Linked DNA regions of Podarcis muralis: region 2 is linked to region 1. Evidence: chromatin contacts called from public Hi-C data. All regions are on one chromosome and are shown on one strand. The core of a region is the stretch at or near the end of the contact, and the rest is flanking DNA. Distances in the headings are between cores, read along the strand shown. Region 1 holds the start of LOC114607268. Region 2 holds the start of LOC144324980.

Region 1 (7,250 bases), core at 3,043-5,542:
TGGACTCCAGGGCTGCACTGCTCTGAGGGACAAGCCCCTCTTGAAATGACCATGCTGTAAGATCTGGACTCCCTCCAGGCAGTCTGAAGGTGTAAATAGGTGAATAAAGCATATTTTTTAAAGCTACGACAGTCTCCGCCGTGTCTCAATTCTCCAAAGGAACACAGACCCAGGGTGAGTCCTGGGAAGCCCTGGAATCCTGCAGAGAGTGGGGGTGGCACCCAACTTTTGGAACAATACAAAGTGCTTTGTATGTCAGCTTCACCATTTCCTTCATTTGGTGCAGGTATTTCATTTTCAGTATAAACAGGACTTCATTTTCATAGCTCATTGTATGCCACTGTTACGAAAAAATCTAGGTGCGAGGCTGCTCAGTCACCCAGCTCGTCGGGCTGAGCCCGCAGGTCCCTGCGGAATAAAGGAAGGAGTCTAGCCACCAACCAAAGCAAATAGCTGTAGACCAAAGTTTATTGCACAACAGGTTCAAAGAGGAATTTTGAACCCCGAGGATGGGGTCACAAGGACTTTAAAAAAAATTCTATCTTATCCCAGCATACAGTTCATTAAGCATCATCACTACATCATTACTACATCAGAAAAGGGGAGGGTTATACATGATTAACATATGAGGAATGTGTTGGGGCAACAGGCGGATACAGGTTATGTATTGGGGAAAACATTATAAGCACCTACTACAAGAGGAATTAGAACTTTGGTTTGCATAGTCTGTCACCTGGGCAAGTCCGTAGGAGTGCCTTTGCCTAGCGATTGACACCTATGAATACCTTCCTGTGAGTACATGACCTCCCGCTTGAGGGATTATGGTGGGGACCAAGTGGTTTCCAAGTCCTTGGCCAATGAAGCAAATTGGCGGTGGAATGAAGGAAACTGGCAAAGGAGTTGATTTTATATGATTTTTAAAGCTAGGTAACTTCCCTGAGCTGTCAAGTCAAAAGGATACATTTATGCATAATATTTGTAACATTTAACAACTTTAAAGATGTGCCCCCTCCCCAATTTCCGTAACAGCCACAATATCCTTTTCATGTATTAATGTGATGGACACACACACACACACACACACACACACACACACACCACATATTATAAACAAGCAATACTCCAGTTCTTATCTTGCGAACTTGCCGTTTAAATTGTTCAATCATGGCAATGGCTCAGCTACATTAACTGCAAACTCCAAAATCTGGGATCCCCTCTAAACCAGTGCCAAAGTTTTGCAGCTGTTTTGCAGCATTTTGCAGTGCCCCACACGCTGTGGTCTAAACCACTGGGCCTAGGGCTTGCCAATCAGAAGGTTGGCGGTTCGAATCCCTGCAACAGGGTGAGTTCCCGTTGCTCGGTCCCAGCTCCTGCCAACCTAGCAGTTTGAAAGCACATCAAAGTGCAAATAGATAAATAGGTACCGCTCCGGCGGGAAGGTAAACGGTGTTTCCGTGCGCTGCTCTGGTTCGCCAGAAGCGGCTTAGTCATGCTGGCCACATGACCCAGAAAAACTGTCTGCAAAAGCAGACAAACGTCGGCTCCCTCAGCCAGTAAAGCGAGATGAACACCGCAACCACAGAATCGTTCGTGACTGGACTTAACTGTCAGGGGTCCTTTACCTTTACCTTACAAACCAATTAATTGATACAGTAAACCTGGGTTTGTAGTTAATGCCCCAAAACACAACATTGTCCAATTCACGCCAAACAAGCATCAAGCTTTGGCAAACGTTTTGCAGTGAAAACCCTGTGGTTTGCTATGCCCCACAAAAAGAGTGATAGACACTCTAAGCTGGGGGTCAAAAGCTCACCAAAAACCCAACACTGTCCAATTCACTCTAAACTGGCACCAAACCTTGGCAAACATTTTGCAGTGTCTTGCAGTAAAAACCCTGCATTTTGTAGCACCCCACCAACGGAGCAATAGTCCCTCAAATGGGGGGGTCGGGGTCAAAAGGTCACTAAAAACCCAATGTTCTCTGATTCACTACAAACCGGTGCCAAACTTTGGCAAACGTTTTGCAGTGAAACCCCCATGGTTTGCAACACCCCACAAAAAGAGCAATGCCCAGTCTCCCGCACATCGAGTGCTCTGTTTGTGGGGCGCCGCAAAACACGGGGTGTTCGCCACGAAACACTGCTGCAGACCTTTCATTGGTGTTTGGCTCCACTTTGGAGTGAACTGGATGATGTCGGGTTTTCAGCAACCTCGTGACACCCCCCCCCCCGACTTATGGTGCTGATTGCTCCATTTTGGGGGCGCCGCAAAGCATGGGTTTTTGCTGTGAAAAGCTATCGCAGACCTTTTGTCAATGTCTTGTACTGTGAATCGAATGCCGTTGGGTTTTGGGTGGCCCCGTGACTCCATGGGTTAGGGTACCAATTGCTTAGGGCTGCCATAGGTTTTTCGTGACCCCGCCATCTTACATTGACTCCACTTATCTGAGAAGTGTGAAGCTCCAGGGGTGCAGCGCTGCCTACACATAGAGCTTAGGTTTCATTGCTGGAATGCTATGGCATTTTGCAATATTTGAGTTCATATTTATATGATGGAAGCACTCAAACACACTGCCCCTGGAGTCCCACCCCAAGAAGCCTGTTCTGAAGCTACTGAAAGGTCCAGGAGAACTAAGACCATCATAGTCCTCCTCCAAGCCTTAGCCAACCAGCAGAGTGACCATATCTGACCATGCCAAGTCTGGGTCAGAAACCAATTTAAAATAAATCTAGTCCAGTGCACTCTAAATATGTTGAGAATTAAACAGCCAGAACTCACTCAGAAATCTTACCCCCAAACTGTACAGTGGCATGGCAGGGATGATGGGGTGGGGAGCATTAACTGTGCCATTCTGGGGGTGGGCACCGTGCACAGGTTAGGGCGGGGTGAAGTGGCACTGGCAAGCCACCCCCTGCTCCCCACCTTGCCTGGAGACCACTTCTGCTCCCACCCCACCTCATGCGCTGCCACTGCTGAAGAAAATGTGTGACTGGAGGACATCTGGAAGCATCCCTTGTGTCCAAGGACTTTGTTCAGAATAGTCTCACAACTGCCACATTTAGGGAAACCAGGAACACTCCTCCTAGGCCCAGGCATTCATCCCTCCACAGATACTCCTGTGATACTCCACGTGAACGGACAATCCTAACCGTTGCAAAAGGAGACGCTGCGTTTACAGTTTGCAAGAAGGACAACTTCCTCTTTCAGACCCTTGCTCCACATTAGCCCCTCTGAACGCCTGTGACCATCACCACCCCTTTCAGATTCAGTTTCAGAATAACTCGGTCGCAGAGGCCACATCCTCTTTCCAGTGTGCCTTGTACAATAATGAAAATAAATACCTTTGCAAAATCTGCTCAGATGAGGAAGAAAATTGAGAGGTTCCAGGAACCGGTCCCCCAGATCAGCATTTCATGGAAACCTGCTTCTTTCTTCTGAGCTTCATCCTACAGTTCAGAGCAACAGAAATGTCTGGAGGGACCTTAAGAACATAACATTTAAAATATCCACTACGTGTCAGTCCCGCAATGTAATATGTGCCTGTAATACGACTGCCCTTGTTATTTTGCATTAACCAAAAGAGAGGCCTTGGGGAAACTACTGTGGCCAAGCAGAGCCCCACCAGGACACTTTGGCCTAGTCCAACTTCCACTTGTCTCGTGCTTCCCAGGCACAGGTCCAAGCGGTTTTGCCCTTGCCCCGCTGCTTTCCTCGGGTGAATCCCTTCTCGACCACTGGATCTTTAAGAAATGTCAGTCGGGTTTGTTCAAATTCAGCAGTAAACAGCAGGTTTTCCCAGATAAGCAGCAAAGCAAAATGAATAACTGTTCAGTCCTCTGCCGAGAAAGTGTGCTTGAGCCTGTTACCAGGAAATTGCAAGGGGGGGGGGGGGCGAGAGACCTACCAAATGTAGCAATTCCCTAATAAATGTCTCTATGTATTAGTTCAATGGGAAAAATTTAGAAATTCATATAAAATCATTCCAGTGACGCATTTACACCATTCCAATCTTGTTCTACTCAGAGGGAAAATGGCTATCAGAGGAGAATCTTGGAACCATGGGTAGGGGCAGCCATAATTCCTGAAATGTGAGACCACGTACCCAGCAGGCCCCACTGCCTGGGTGATAATTTCTGGCATCCTGGTAGTCATTCCAAGAACAATTGCAAACCCAACCTCAGTGGATTGGGGTCTCCTTCAAGACAAAGGGTGTGCTGAACTTGGCTGGGAAAACTGAAAATGTAAATACTTTTGTTTCACCAAAAGATTGGAAGGTGAAGGTCAGGAGGGACAGGGCAAGACTGGTGCTCAGGTTTCTGCCAGAAGACCCCTCCCAATTCAGGACATAGTCATGACAAATGTATGATGTTTTATGGGAAACTTTGGGAAATTTATAAAAAAAAGTGGAGCCATCCTTTGTTTGGGGCTTCCCTCTGCTTCTTCCATGTGGTAGTTTGAAGTCTTGTTGCAACAATAAAGATCAGGCCTCCTGTTTTGCTTCAATCTCCTGGCTGGAGTCTCTTGCTTGTGACCCCCAACCTGAACCTATGGGAGCCACGGTCAGGCGATTGTGGGGTGTGCTAAGGACTCACTTATACAGGCCCCAAATTTCACTCAGCCATTTTTATTACCACAAGAAGCCACTGGGAGGCCAGACTGGGGGGCCTGGTTTTAAATCAACCCCTAACAGAATCCCTCGCAAGGCCTTCTCTTATCACTTCACGAGGCGTCAGGCCTTGAAGAAATTACATCGCTCACTGGGGACCCTTGGCCTCCCCTCCAACATTTCTCCCATGGAAACAGAATTTGCTTCAGGAAAGTAATGGCTGAAACCGGACCTGCTAGGCCCCTCGGTGAAGGGGTACAGTTAGGGTTACCCCAGAAAGCCCTAAAAACTGTTTGTGAATCCCCCCCCCCCCAGCCAGGCCTTGGCGTACGCATTTTAAAACTGCATATTCCTCTAAGACAAAAAGCATGAGCTAAGCAGTCCTCTCTGTAACAAAAACGCTGTAACAAACCTACAGCTGAGAACAGTAAAGCTTTTCGCTTCCCAGATCCAAGATAACCTTGTCCTGGTACATTGATTTGCAACATACTTCCGGGAGCAGAGCCAGAGAACGAAAAGCAACATTTCTATGTAAGAATCTGTGAAGGGGGAGAGGGAAAAAAGGGGTTTGAAAAAAGGATAAAACCTGCTTGTAAAATGTTTTCGGTGCGGCCTGTCTTTTGTGAACTGAATCACACAGGTGCCTCTGCCCCCCCCCCCATGGCAGAATAAAACGCTCTTTCTCTGGATTTAACCCCTTGGTGTCGTTTGGCTCCTTTTGTCTCTGCTCGGGTGCAACAATTATTCCTACCCATGGATTAAAAAGGCTTCATATTTCTGGTGCATCGGGCCGGGAAAAAGCACGTTCCCCGAGATCGAGGGACAAAGAGGTCCAGGACGTCACTGCAAGGCGAGCAGCTCGGGATACCGGGTCAACAGTTCCAGCGCGCATCCTGCCAACTTCATGGGAGGGACTGGCCACCCGTTCCTGAGTGGACACGCGACAAAGTGACGGAGAGAAAGAGCAACGGCCGTGCAGAAAGAAGGTACCTCGAGGAACAAGGTAGGCTCCACAGAGTTAGGTGGGAGCAAAGAGTTTGATCAGCTCCACCAGTAGGGCAGTAAAAGGTGCCACTGGTTTTGGTTTTGCCCAGAAAAGCAGCAAAAAGGGTGCTGCTGGGCCCCGGTCGAAGTCTAAGCGCTGCCGGTTGTGGTTTTGGTGTTGGTAAAAAGGGGATTGGGAGAGGTGCATGGGTTTTTCTGAATGTGCGTGTGGGGACACTCCAGTGAATGTTTTGAGTGTGTGAGACATTGAAAGCAACGTCTGGTCTGTGACTGAGTGAAAAAAAAAATAACGTTAGGAGGGCTGAGTGTCCCAGTGTCCCCAGGATCCCAGAGTCATGGGAAATAAAAGCAGTAAAACAATTCTTGAGACACCACTACAGAGCTTTCTGGAAAACTGGAAAAGTGCCACGAAAGCAGAAGAGTGGGGATGTAAACTCAAAAAAAGCAGACTCCAACATTTATGTGAAGTTGACTGGCCTTCGTATTTACCAGAATGGCCTCCTGGAGGATCCTATGATCCAAACTTGGTCAACATTTTATGGAGTAACATTTTCAAGGCCCACACAGATCAGATTCCCTATATTTCTATCTGGAAAGCCAATGTGGATCAAAATCCCTCATGGCTTCGGAAAAATAGAATTGTGACTGCCCAAGTCAAACTGTGTTCGGTACAATTACAAGTTAAAAAGCCACCAGTTTTGCCAGTCCTGGAAGAGGAGATAATTACCCCCCCCCCACGCCATATGCAGCAACTGCACCAAGGCAACCAAATCTGGGAGCAAATAGGGCTGCTTCTCCGCCCAATGCCCAGACTGAGGACCCAAATGAGAAGATTCCCCCCTCTGCCCCTCCCCAACCCCCTTGTGATGCAAGCCAGGAAGGTGAAGAGAAAGAAGCAAAAGGTTTTGAGCACAGCGTGGGACAGGGCAACAAAACATGTAGAGACACTTAAATCGAAGGCTTTGTCCAAACCGCTGTGGTGGCCCCTCTCCGGCAAGTGTATGATCCTTTGGAACAGCCAGATGATGAGGGCGTTTGACCCCCAAGGACCTTTACCATTCAACATGTCCCTTTTACAAGCTCCGATATTTGCAATTGGAAAAATCAAAATCCTTCTTTTGAGGAAAATCCTGCAAAAATAATTAGACTTTTTGAAGGTGTGTTCAAAACCTATATGCCTACGGTTATCATTTCTGAATTGAGGAAATGAATTTGGATATTTTTTAGCGTTCTTTCTCCTCCTATATTGAGGGGCCCAGTAATGCCGCCCCCCCCCCCCCCGTGTCCCCTGAGGGAAGGCAGAGTTAGTCACGAATGGGAGAGAAGAGCCCCACACAATGCTCTGACACAGCCAGACCTCCAACAGATTTTTAAATATATATTATATATCTAATAATGCCAGATCATCCTGGAGCCAGAGGAAAGCCAAGGCCGGATCTGAGGATCCACCACAGCTCACAAACCTATTTAAGGGGGAGAAGCGGGGCTTGGTTGCCCCATATTCTCCTGTGCCGACTCCGTCTCGGGAGCCTGTACAATGGGAGAGGGGTGCAGGCAGGAAATGGGGGGCGACCCCCATTAGAACCGCCATATCCACCTTGTGGTGGGCATTGTGCCCAAGGCCAAGTCAGTAGAGTTC
Region 2 (7,250 bases), core at 1,248-3,747, 470 kb before region 1:
TCAGAAACAACAACTTATGTTCCTGCAAGGCCGCGGCTCTCTCCATTTCTATTACTTGAGGTTCAGCAACAACCTCCTCCTTTATCTTCTGCACAACTTGCCCTGTCAAAGCACATTCCTGGGTTGGTTCCTGAGTGGTTTCTATATAGGTATTCACTGTTTGTCCAAAATTGCTAACCGCAACAGTCATCAAATCCATCTTCTCATGTAGCTGTTCCAGTAAAGGGCTTGTCTTGCAAAAAGCAAGCACTAAAGCTTCTTCTGGGCACATTCTTGTTCAAGGTCAATGTCTGGTTCTCACGATCTTTAATCTCTACAGCTGTAGAATTCCCCAGATCGACTCCAGCAACAGTTTCACAAGCTCCCTCTAGAGGAAACAATTTCTGTTTGTATCCGTCTTTTGAAGAGCCGATCCAGCAACAAAATTCCTTTCGTTTTTCAGATATTTTTTTCCTTTTAAATGCAAAAGGGAACATTGGAATCAATATGTTTCTCTTTTTTAACTATCTGTCAAAAAACATTTTATTCACAGTCAATGAACTTCCCCAAAGCGTCTGTCTCTGACACCCCGTTCCCAGGTTCAAGACGGTGGAAATTTATCTTTCTTTACTCTCTCTTCTGCAGGTTTAAACAGTCTAAGATTTCCCCCCTCTTCTCCTGCTTCCAAGGGGGGTTTGGTAGTTTTAACTGATGGAAATTTAGTCCTTTACAAACAACTTTCCAGACTTTAGCTTGCAATGTCTTTGCTTCAATCTATTTACAAAAGCGGAAGGCGGACTTCCTGTTTCGACCTTCCCGCTTTGGTGCCAAATTAAGAAGTTTCATAGTCCAATTTTCCGTTCTACTCACGGGTAGTTGTTTAAAATCCAATTGTCCACAGGAGAAAGTCAGCGCTCTCCGGCAACAGCAATGCGGCTTCACTCCGTGAAAATAACAGTCAATTCGAAGCACCGCGCCACTCACCCCACATCGCTCCGGATTATTTGATTCTGTCTTATACATCTTAGCAAGCCTACTCGGAGTAAAGTACCATCTGTCAATCATTTTCAGGTAGTTCTCCTTCAAAGAATAACATGCTGTAATCTTCAAGTCACTTTTCCAGAGTTTTCCTCAGAGGTTAAAATCTATATTGTGTCCTATATCTATATCTTTACTGGCTCCCTCGGCCAGTAAAGCGAGATGAGCGCTGCAACCCCAGAGTCAGCCACGACTGGACCTAATGGTCAGGGGTCCCTTTACCTTACCAGGAAAGGGAGGGTTGTGCAACTAAGGACCTTGTTTCTGCATGGATCCGACTTGTGGGGAGACCGCAGGAGGGGTTGGACTAGATGGCCCTTGGGGTCCCTTCCAAGTTTACGATGCACTGCTGAAGAGCCTTTTTGGAGTGAAATGCTGACGAGTGGGAGCGGCTTCCACCATCTCGCAACTTCCTTCTCCCCTTGAAAGTGAACCTTGTCCCCTTGCACTTAGTCACTCCCAAATACCATAGATAAAAGGAGAAGTGGCCTCTGTGCCTGAAACAGACTTGTGCTTTAAGAGGGGACCAACGCAAGTCGAGACAAACTCAAGCAAGAGAGCCACTTGTGGACAAAGGGAGAGTCATCCGTTTTCCATGTTTCTGGTAAGATGCATTTGCACATTAGAAGTTGTTGCGGCTTCTTTTGTTGTCCAAAGCTTCTTTTGCATGGCTGCTGTAAACCACAGCATATTTCAGAGGGGACTTGGTGACAGGGATCTTGCGCTGATGCCTCCTGCTCTCTGGCTCTTTGGAAAGGCCACAAATCCATCCTGACAGGGCCCAGACTTGGAGCAAAGGAATGAAGGCTGCAGCGCAAGGCTCTCCCGGGCTTTGGGGTGGAACTAGGGGGACCCCTGCCCTGACTCAGGATATGGCACCTTCCTAAGATGCTGAGCACCTCTGCTGCTGCCAGTTGCTTCCTTGCAGGAGGGAGGGGGCAGGCGGCTGTGGACCATCTGGGCTATTGCATTCTAGACATTTCTGTGTGTTCCCTTGGTTTGTTTGTTTTACCAGTCTTCATCAATTAATGGGAAAAGGAAGTGCATTGAAAATGGTCGGATTCATCAACATTCACTAAAAACAATATGTAAACCCCCGTGCGCCTAAACCACATGCTGAAACGCTGCTCCCCCTTTTGTTGATGGGTTTCCAATGTGAAAGGTTCTTAACTACCATTTGTGGTGGTATTATGAGCATGTAAGCAAAATTTGGGATTTGATGCTTTTCGAAATGTCCCTGGTTGTGTTTAGTCTCCATGTTTCTGGGATGTAACTCCAATTTACATAGCAAGATACTAACAACTCATTTGCTCACAGCTGCCCATTTAGTTGGAGCTCAGGACTGGAAGGATATTTCTATGTAATCTATTATGACCTGGTTTTAAAAAGCCTTAGGCATAGCCCCATCAGAGAAATTGACCCACCAAATCTGGGTTCTCAGAAGAGAAGTGGACCCGTTGGCTTTCTGTAGCTTATTTCACAGTACAGTCACACAGGTGGCAAATTCCATCCAAATGTGATGTCATCTGGTGCTGATTTTGAATATTTTGAATATGTGGTCTCCCATATGCTCCAAATCATAGAATCAGAGAATTGCAGAGTTGGAAGGGGCCCGATCCTCTGCATTACTGGAATCACACCTGAATGTTCCGACTTGGGACAGTCCTGATTTTGTTTGTTTGTTTCTTTGATAACTGAGAAATTCTTACCCGAGATATGCACCCAGGTTCTAACTGGTAACTCAGAGCAGGGCTTTTAGTGTGGCTGCCTCTGATCTGTGGAACAGCATTTCTGTCAAGATAGGACAGGCACCCAGAAAAAAATAGAAGACATCTTTCTGTTCCAACAAGCCTTCACAGCCGAATGAAGGAAGTTTGTGCCTTGATGGTCTGCTTGGTATTGGGGTTTTTAATTTTTAAGTTGCTGCTATTTGTTTTAAAATGTTTTTGAACTGTTTTTATTGCATTTTGTACTTTCAACGTGTGTCGAAAGTGATAAAATCATAATGATAATGATAGGAAAAAGAGTACATTTATTTTTCTAATACATGTGTTTCTCTTTTAATTGTGACAGCAAGTTTGTTAAAAAGAAGATGGCATCTTCCAGAACACAGGAAAGAAGTAAAATCAAACCACCTCAGAAATATCTCAAAGAAAGTATCCTTGTAGAAAGGGGTGACCCTTCTGTTTATGCATTAAAACTGAAAAAGGCTTCTGAAACGTCTCCAAAGTACCATCTAGGAAAAGAGAACTTGCAGATCGCCAACAAAGTGATCATGATGATGGGAGCGTCTGGATCAGGGAAAACCACTCTCATCAATGGGATGATCAACTACATCCTGGGCGTGCAATGGGGAGACGAATTCCGGTTCAAACTTATTGATGAAGTGACCGGCAGAAACCAAGCAGAAAGCCAGACATCCGAAGTGAGGGCTTACGTGGTGAACTATCAAGAGGGTCTCAAGATCCCTTGCTCTCTCACTTTTGTTGACACTCCAGGATTCGGAGACACGAGAGGAATAGAACAGGACAAAAAGTTAGAGGAGAAGATCCGGGAGTTTTTCTCCATCCCAGGAGGAATCGACCACATCGATTGCGTCTGCTTCGTGGTCAAGGCTTCCACAAACCGCTTAACAGCAGCCGAGAAATACGTCTTTGATTCCGTGCTCTCCATCTTTGGGAAAGATATCAAGAAGAACATCCAGTTCCTGACCACCTTTGCAGATTCACAGACTCCCCTGGTCCTTGAGGCCATTAAGACGGCCGACGTTCCATGCGCCAAAGATGGCAAGGGGAACCCCATGCATTTCAAATTCAACAATTCCGCCCTGTTTGCCAACAATGTCGTGGGGGACGGGGAGAGCCCTAACATTGACGAAATGTTTTGGAAAATGGGTATGATCAGCATGAAGACCTACTTTGACTCGTTAAGCAAACTGAACACGAGGAGTTTGTCTTTGACGAAGGAAGTTCTCAGGGAGCGGAAAGAGTTGGAGACGGTTGTGCAGGGCCTGTTGCCCCAGATCAAAACTGCGCTGGTCAAACTGGAAGAACTGAAGCAAACAGAACAAGTCCTTGACCAGCACAAAGCTGACATGGCGGCCAACAGAGATTTTGCGTATGAGCTCCCAGTCACCGTCAAAGTGAAGCAAGACCTTTCTGGAGCTCATCAATATGCAACCAACTGCAAGAACTGCGAGTTCACCTGCCACTATCCTTGCTGGCATACCTGGGACCTGCTGAACCGCTTTTGCTCCACTATCAGTTTCTTCTCAGGAAAATGCAACGTTTGTCCCGGCAATAATAATAATAATAATAATAATAATAATAATAATAATTTATTATTTGTACCCCGCCCATCTGGCTGGGTTTCCCCAGCCACTCTGGGCGGCTTCCAACAAAGATGAAAGATACACTAAAATGTCACATATTAAAAACTTCCCTGAACAGGGCTGCCTTCAGATGTCTTCTGAATGTCAGGTAGATGTTTATCACTTTGACATCTGATGGGAGGGTGTTCCACAGGGCGGGTGCCACTACCAAGAAGGCCCTCTGCCTGGTTCCCTGTAACTTGGCCTCTCGCAGTGAGGGAACCGCCAGAAGGCCCTCGGAGCTGGACCTCAGTGTCCGGGCAGAATGATGGGGGAGGAGACGCTCCTTCAGGTATACTGGACCGAGGCCGTTTAGGGCTTTAAAGGTCAGCACCAACACTTTGAATTGTGCTCGGAAACGTACTGGGAGCCAATGTAGGTCCTTCAAGACCGGTGTTATATGGTCTCGACGGCCGCTCCCAGTCACCAGTCTAGCTGCCGCATTCTGGATTAGTTGTAGTTTCCGGGTCACCTTCAAAGGTAGCCCCACGTACAGCGCATTGCAGTAGTCCAAGCGGGAGATAACCAGAGCATGTACCACTCTGGTGAGACAGTCTGCAGGCAGATACGGTCTCAGCCTACGTACCAGATGGAGCTGGTAAACAGCTGCCCTGGATACAGATTTGACCTGTGCCTCCATGGACAGCTGTGAGTCCAAAATGACTCCCAGGCTGCGCACCTGGTCCTTCAGGGGCACAGTTGCCCCATTCAGGACCAAAGAGTCCTCCACACCTGCCCGGCTCCTGTCCCCCCAAAACAGTACTTCTGTCTTGTCAGGATTCAACCTCAATCTGTTAGCCGCCATCCATCCTCCAACCGCTTCCAGACACTCACACAGGACCTTCACCGCCTTCACTGGTTCTGATTTAAAAGAGAGGTAGAGCTGGGTATCATCCGCATACTGATGAACACCCAGCCCAAACCTCCTGATGATCTCTCCCAGCGGCTGCATGTAGATGTTGAAAAGCATGGGGGAGAGGACCGAACCCTGAGGCACCCCACAAGTGAGGGCCCAAGGGTCTGAACACTCATCCCCCACCACCACTTTCCGAACACGGCCCAGGAGGAAGGAGCGGAACCACTGTATAACAGTGCCCCCAGCTCCCAGTCCCTCAAGACGGTCCAGAAGGATGTTATGGTCAATGGTGTCAATCTTACTCGGCCAAGAGGGAAGGCAAGGGTGATGCCCTCCAAGCCGCTTATTGGTGAAATCTGTAGGATGTAAAGCTGCAGTCAAGTGCAACATTCCGACAGAGGACTAACAGCCTCCATGTTCTAACCGGTTGCTGTGACAACCAGTTTGTCGGTTGCTGGTAGTTTTGAAAGATAACTGCTCAGTTGCACTCACCTCAGGACCAGCTTCCCTCTAGTCTAGTTTATTTGCTTGTTATGTAACCTAAGCCTGCCTTCAGGTACAGTTCTGTAAACTGAATGAATCTGAGAGTAAAATAGTTTTATATTAACATGAATCAGATTTGTGTGTGTATTCTTTAAGAAGGATTCAAAGGGATTTTTAACTAGGAGTCATCTTTACTAATAGAACTCAGACGAGTCAGTACAAGCTGATCACTGCATAAACTTATAAAGGGGATTGTTTAACTCTGCTAAAGTAAACCTTCCCGTTAGGGATTGTAGAACAAGACCTGCCAAGAAAAATAAAGAACTTATTTACAACAGCGGCAAGAGTCTTGATAGCACAAGGATGGAAGAATGAGGAAATCCCAACGAAAGAACAGTGGCAAGAAAAACTGATAAGCTACGCGGAACTGGCCAAACTGAGATACAAACTGCGTGAAAAGGACAATTGTGACTTCAAGGAAGAATGGGAACTTTTTACAAATTACCTAAAAAGACAACAAAATGACTTGGACTCCTTGGCAGGTTTTGAATAAACATCCACAAATTTATTAGTTGAACACATGATAGATAAGGCAAGGATATGCACAATTTTATAACATGCAGAGAACAATATGTGTAAAGAAATCAGAGAGGGGAGCTGAGGGAAGTCCCTGGTGGGGGGGGGAGAAGGAGGGGGAAAGGGGGGGGAAATAATGTAATTGATTATGTGGATTGATGATTGGTTATGTTGAAATTGTTTAGTAAAAATATTGTTTTTTAAAAATAAAGTAAACCTTCCCACAAAATCAACCCCCACAGTGTTCAGCTTACGTTTAAGCCAACAGCCTATGGAAAGGTTATCAGATGGAATACAGAATAGCAGGAAAAGTGAATTGGGTGACAGTGAGAACGGAAGGAAACCAGGAGAAATATACCATAGCAGGGCTGTGCCCCAACACTCAATACACCTTTTGATAAGCTGCCATGACAAAACCGGGACTCAGAGGAGTGAGGAGATCAGTGTAAACACACACTCCCCCCCCCCCCAGTTCTTCCGGGGTCCTTGAAAAGGTAACTCAGGAGCATTTGTCAATCTGTGTTACCAATGAGAGGAAGCCGGAGAAAGGAGGAGTCATGTCAACTTATTGAGAGGGGAGGGGGAAAGGAAATGAGAAGCATCAGGTGCGCAACGGATACCAGGTGTCCGTTGCTGAGGCAGAAAGAGCTAAGTGATCTCAGAAAGGGAAGAAAAGGATGTTCCAGCTGCCTTGGAGCCTGGCCTCATAGACCAGCAGCTGCCAATATGCTTTCCAGGGGCACAACTGTGCCCTCGACACCTTCCCCTGGTGCACACACAGCCACTGAACTCCCCATGCCCACTGCCAGGGCCTGAGAGGGTTGTAGAGGCTCTAAGCATTTAAAATATGTTTGTGCCCTCATATATATCTAATTCAACATATGAACAATAAGCTCATATTGATGGCCACCAACATGGATGACTTTAAAATAGGATTCTTGATTTATT

What was found. A called contact is a pair of places that touch in the nucleus more often than the background predicts.
Region 2: a contact with region 1 is called in a Hi-C map of tail, with 5 times the contacts expected there. The contact joins the promoter of LOC144324980 here to the promoter of LOC114607268 in region 1. A contact is called at or near these places in 2 of 3 Hi-C or Micro-C datasets (blood and tail).

Annotation. Positions count from the first base shown.
Region 1 is chr12:1,986,272-1,993,521 of rPodMur119.hap1.1, reverse strand. LOC114607268 reads left to right here and starts at 4,292. Exons shown (of 3, transcript XM_077916597.1): 1 at 4,292-5,609. It overlaps LOC114607340 (a long non-coding RNA gene), which reads right to left and starts at 5,125. Exons shown (of 3, transcript XR_013390293.1): 1 at 5,019-5,125; 2 at 3,342-3,446.
Region 2 is chr12:2,450,478-2,457,727 of rPodMur119.hap1.1, reverse strand. It overlaps LOC144324980, which reads left to right and starts at 2,497. Exons shown (of 1, transcript XM_077916656.1): 1 at 2,497-4,438. The coding sequence starts at 3,065. The coding sequence ends at 4,423. LOC114607282 (GTPase IMAP family member 8-like) reads right to left here. Exons shown (of 6, transcript XM_077916685.1): 6 at 6,434-7,250.